Regions from separate parts of the Mus musculus genome. Here region 1 is linked to region 2. A link is a contact called in public HiChIP or PLAC-seq data. All regions are on one chromosome and are shown on one strand. The core of a region is the stretch at or near the end of the contact, and the rest is flanking DNA. Distances in the headings are between cores, read along the strand shown.

Region 1 (2,700 bases), core at 187-2,686, 170 kb after region 2:
CAGGGAAAGAGACAGGCAAAGACGCACAATGGAAGACTCCGAGGGCTAGTTGGGATTGACAATGCTGAAGGGCTAGGGAGGGCCTTAACCTTAGTGACACAGGGTGAGTCTGGAGCTGCTGACTAGAGACTAACAGAGCAGGAGGCAGGAAAATAACTGCACAGAATACAGACAAAACCAGAACCCATCGAGCTGCATGGGGCAAGTGTCTCTGAAGGAGGTCACTCACACAGAGCAGGGCCTGTGCTGTGAGACCCTGGGGGAGGAGGAAGGATAATCCCATGTCTTGATTCCAAGAAGGAAGAATAGAGGTGCGAGCCTGCCAGAGAGGACTGAACCAGGCTCCCTTTTCTAACACAGTCTGAGTCTTTGCCAGATCACTCCAGAAGCGTCTTCCAGAGCTGAATGGACTCCTACTTAGTAACTCCACCCACAGTGGGGTAGATCTGACCTCCACAGCTTCCGGGGGTCTGCATTACCTGGAGAGAGAGGGAGAGGAAGCTTAAAGAAGGGCATATTGGCGCATCCCTTTAATTCCAGGAGAGGCAAGTGGATCTCTGTGAGTTAAGGCCAGTCTGGACTCCATAGGGAGTTTCAGGACAGCCAGAGCTACGCAGTAAGATCCTGTCTCCAGAAAAGAATCTGGAAAACATATTTGGGAAACTGTGATCAAAGACAAACACAACCAGTAGACTGCTTCAGGTTTGGCTAATGTGGCCTGTCACCCTGCAGATGAAGACAGGGGCACGCCCCTGAGGTATGGGGTCTCACCAGGGACAAACTTTCTCTCACCAGAAGATACAACACTATATCTTGGGTTTTTGTTGTTGTTTGTTTTGTTTTGTTTTTGTTTTGTTTTGTTTGGGGGGGGAACATCTAGAAGAGACTGGGACAGTGTTCAGCAACCTACACTGCACGACACAGCCCCCTCAACTTGTCCCCAGTTGTCAATGGTGCCAAGGAAGGACAGAAAGGAGAACAGAGTGTGCCTGCCTGTGGGAGGGTGGCCTGGAGGGCTGTGCCCAGTGTGTATCGGGTGGAGGAGGAGGAAGCTCCCAACAGGAGAAGAAACAACTTTGATTTGATGGCCACTTTCAAAATTACGAGTATGGCCATGTAACAATTCTAGATTTTTAACGTGTGAGAATGTGACAATGAAACTTCTAAGCCAATCCCATGTCCTCCCTGCTCCCCCTTTTACATATACATATCCATATCTGTTTCCATGTATGTATGTGCATATGTTTACATGTTCGTGGCCCCAGGTGCTGTCAGGAGTCATCTGTCATCCTCAGTCACTATTTCACCTTAGTTACTGAGCCAGGGTCTGTTAATCAAATCCAGAACTAGCTGAGCTAATCAGCTTGCTCTGGGGATTCCATGGACTCAGCCTTCCAAGGCTGGAATCCTAGGCAGGCTGCCACACCCAGCCAGCCTCAGAATCCCAGACTCTCCATTCTTTCCCCCATCTTCCGGTTGGGTGAAGCTGCAAGGTGCAGGCACCCCATTGGGTTCAGGGCCACTTGTGCTAAAAATAGATCAGAGAGCTAGACAGTGGTACCCTTACTTCCAGGGGATAATTGATAGTGTCTGCTGTCATTTTGATTGGGGCATGGGTGCTGCTGCCAGGTAGGGATAGGGTAGATCAAGGCACCACCTAGACAAATGACAAAAAGCCTTGGTCCTGCCACAAGATCCCTCCTGTAGTGAACACTCCCACCATGTCACTTGTCTTTAGATCTCTAGGTACCTGGGAAGGGAGAGAGAGAGAGAGAGAGAGAGAGAGAGAGAGAGAGAGAATGTAGTAACTGACTGAACTCTTAGAGTCCAGTTTTTAAATCTTTGGGGGCTCAGCAATCCCAACCTACTACACTAAGAAAGCCTTTGATTAGAATCTGTGACGGGCCCACCCCTGTTCTTTAGAGGGCTCTTACTGGCACTTTCCAAGGCTGTACCAGGCCTTTTTGCTCCACTTGGAAACAAGGGGAGGACAGCCACTCCTTCGCTTCTTCAGCTAGAAGATGCCAGCACCAGCGGTCACCTCCTCCCACATCGCCTGTGGGATCTGCTGGATCCAGGATTACAGGCCTAAAGGAGAGGTTAGATAGTGTGAAAGGGTTGCTGTCAAGATTCCTGGCTTCAGCTTTCAGGGTTGGCCCTGTTTTTGCTAATGATACAATGTGTCTGGCAGCCCAGGTTAAACAATTGGAAATTACTTAAGAGTCAAAGTTACTTCCTAGAATTGTTACATTTGAAGAACAACTCTCCCCCGCCCCACCCACCAAATAGAAGTTATTTAAGGTAGACAGTAAGGCATACCTTGACCACCTCTTTTCAAGAGACTCTAGCCCAACTAGAAGTTGTCACACAATGCAATGTTGCTAAGTAGTTGTTGAATTGCAAAATTGCTGGGGTTGGGGAGTGGGGATTGGAGGTGGGGAGATAGGCTGGTGAACTTATGCGCATGTGCAGGCAAGCCCAGTGATCCTGGTCTTAATGCTCTTGTTTCTTCCCTTCGCTGTTTTATTTTCTCCCCCTTTTCCCTTTCTTCCTCTACCTTTGTTTCTTGCTCATGGTATGGAGTATATTCTCTGAGGACCCCTCCCTTTATTTAAATAATTTGGGGAGGGGGGACAGTTTACTATGTGGACAAGCCTATCATCTAATTTAACGTCCTCCTGACCGGGTGTGGTGGCGCAT
Region 2 (2,700 bases), core at 38-2,537:
AGTCCCAGGTTTGTGAGGCAGGAGCACTGCAAATTACAGAGTTCAAATCCAGAGTGAAATCTCTGCCTCAGAATAAAATGTAGGATCTACAGGAGAGAGGGCCCAGAGGGTTAGGGTAAGGCTCTTGCTGCCTAGCTTAAGGACATGAATTTGACACCCCCACCCCCACCCCAGGAGAGAACTGATCCCCACCTTGGCCTCTAACTTCCACATGTGCACGATGTACAAACAGACACAGTAAATAAACACGTATTAGGAGTTTAAAAAATAAGCCTAGTCTGATGGCACATGCTTTTTAGTCATAGCACTTCAGAGGTAAAGGGGAGGTGAATCGCTTTAAGGTCAAGGCTAGCCTGGTCTATATAGCAAGGTCATTGGCCAGGGCTGTGACAAGACTCTGTCTCAGATGGATGGATGGATGGATGGATGGATGGATGGATGGACGGACGGGCAGACAGACAGACAGGTACATACATACATACATACATACATACATACATACATACATCAAAAGTAAAAGTGGTCCAGACATAGCAAGATCCTGTCTCAAACAAACAAGTTAAAAGCAAGTAGGCCAGGAGCACAGCTCAGCAGGAGAGCACAACCTTATTTTGCTCGAGGCCAGGAGTCAATCCCCAGCACCATAAAAAACTAAACTAGGGCTGGCGAGATGGCTCAGAGGTTAAGAGCACTGACTGCTCTTCCGAAAGTCATGAGTTCAAATCCCAGCAACCACATGTTGGCTCACAACCACCTGTAATGAGATCTGATGCCCTCTTCTGGTGTCTGAAGACAGCAACAGTGTACTCATTTATAATAATAAATAAATCTTTAAAAAAACAAAAACAAAAACTAAACTAAACTAAAAGGATAAATAAAAATGAAGCCAGGTGGTGGTGGTGGCACACACCTTCAATCCCAGCAGGCAGATCTTTGAAGGCAAGGCCAGCCTGGTCTACAGAGTGAGACCCTGTATTGAAAAACCAAAAATACATAAATAAATCTAAATAAAAGACTGAAAGAGTCATGGCTTCCTCGGTTTCCTGTCTGGCTGCAGAGAATCACTCAGCCAACACCCTGCCTGGTGTCCCTGCAAGCCTTACAGTGTTCTGTAAGAGGTTCTGTCCGGTCTGCACACCTGCCTGCCTCTCAGTCTATGCAATCTGAAATGCATCCCTGCTGTTTGGCTAGTCAGTCAGTTCTGGATTACTGAGTATACTCCACCCTGTAACTGTGTCCTTAAGTATCCAGTGTCCGCCCCGACAGCCGCCGAGGGCTAGGCGGTGGAGCAAGCTCGCTCCAGAGGTCAGGTGACCAGTCACAAGTGTAACCTCCGAAGCACAAACCAGGCCAGGCGCGGTGGCTGGCCCGATGCAAGCCCAGTACTTTGGGGACCGGGGCGGGGAGATCCTAACAAGTTTGGGTTACAGTGAGACACTGCCTCCAAAAGGAGAAAGAAAAACCCGCCAAACAAATTCCCAGGAAAAATCATTCTCCACTCTCACTGGCAGATGCAGGTGGCCCGAGAAACAACTCCACACTCCGGCCCTGCAGACTCTGCCCAGACAGAGGCCCTCTAACAACACAACCTAGCAGCTCGGCTCTAAGAGAACAGTAACAGTGTTAGCACACATGAGCCACTCTCCCTTTGCCTCGTGAACCACAGTCCACCAGCCAGTCTAGCGTGCACTAAAATGGCCACACACCTACAGGGCCTGGCCTGAGCACCAGATACCGAGTAGCTTCTTCCTCACTAGGGAGAGCATCGCCTTCTGCACTTCCGCAGCTGGCACTGAGTCCAGATGTGAGAAACTCTGTCTGGACTCAGAGGACCAATGATGAGGCTCTTGGGATGTTCCTGGGGAACACGGGCTGGCGGAGGAGCATGGGGGGTGGGGGGCTGCGAGGAGGCAGAATGGGAGTGTACTATCCTCGGCCTGTAACTGCACAGGCAACAGCTGAATCAACACAGGCCGAGGAGGCCTCAGGAAGTTGATGGGCCCGCCCCTAGGATCAAAAAAAAAAAAAAAGGCTCCACACAGATTCCAGCTTCAAACCCTCCCTGTCTGGCCACTGCCAACAAGCACCAAATACTGTATAAAAAAGTTACATGTGTCAGTTTAATTGTCTTCGTGTGTGTGTGTGTGTGTGTGTGTGTGTGTGTGTGTGTGTGTGTGTGTGCATTCACGGTTTTTCCAGACAAGGTCTTTCTGTGTGGCCTTGGTTGTCCTTGAACTCGCTCTATATAGCTCAGGCTGTTAACTGTCTTTAATCTTCTCACAGGCTCCTCCTCTCTGCCACAGCTGGAGCCATCTCTCCTGTGGACCAACCCAGGCACTTTCGTGATCTTGTCCTCTCAACATCCTGCCCCAAGACCTTTTCTATACCAGAGAAATCTGGTGTGTGTGTGTTTGTGGTTTATGTGTACATGTGTTTGTGTGTTTATGTGTATGTGTGTTTGTGTGTAAATGTGTGTATATGTATGTGTTGTTTATGAATGTGTGTTTGTGTGTATATGTATGTGTGTGTTTGGTGTGTTTGTGTATCTGTGTCCATGCGTGTTTGGTGTTATTTGTTTATGTGTATTATATATGTATATGTATTTGTGCATGTATGTGTGTTTGTGTATGCATGTATGTATGTTTATGTTGTGTTTATGTGTATGTATATTTGTGTGTATATGTATTTATTTGAATATGT

The links. HiChIP or PLAC-seq counts read pairs in DNA pulled down with a chosen protein or histone mark.
Region 1: a contact with region 2 is called in an H3K27ac HiChIP or PLAC-seq map of embryonic stem cells, with 6 read pairs. The contact joins two enhancer-like sites. A contact is called at or near these places in 1 of 115 datasets of contacts at active chromatin or transcription factors (embryonic stem cells) and 1 of 9 other capture datasets (pancreatic islet).

What each region holds. Positions count from the first base shown.
Region 1 is chr5:120,731,480-120,734,179 of GRCm38.p6, forward strand. It overlaps Oas2 (2'-5' oligoadenylate synthetase 2), which reads right to left. Exons shown (of 11, transcript NM_145227.3): 10 at 1,935-2,088; 11 at 1-479. The coding sequence ends at 414. Among named protein-coding and RNA genes, the nearest start is that of Oas2, 17 kb to the right of the region's middle. Within about 2 kb of position 1,437, at least 14 of the 459 cell types and tissues checked have an H3K27ac peak or open chromatin away from gene starts, as enhancers often do. A contact at or near this core is called in embryonic stem cells, where this site is marked.
Region 2 is chr5:120,561,839-120,564,538 of GRCm38.p6, forward strand. All of the region lies in intron 2 of Tpcn1 (two pore channel 1), which reads right to left. Among named protein-coding and RNA genes, the nearest start is that of Tpcn1, 25 kb to the right of the region's middle. Within about 2 kb of position 1,288, at least 111 of the 459 cell types and tissues checked have an H3K27ac peak or open chromatin away from gene starts, as enhancers often do. A contact at or near this core is called in embryonic stem cells, where this site is marked.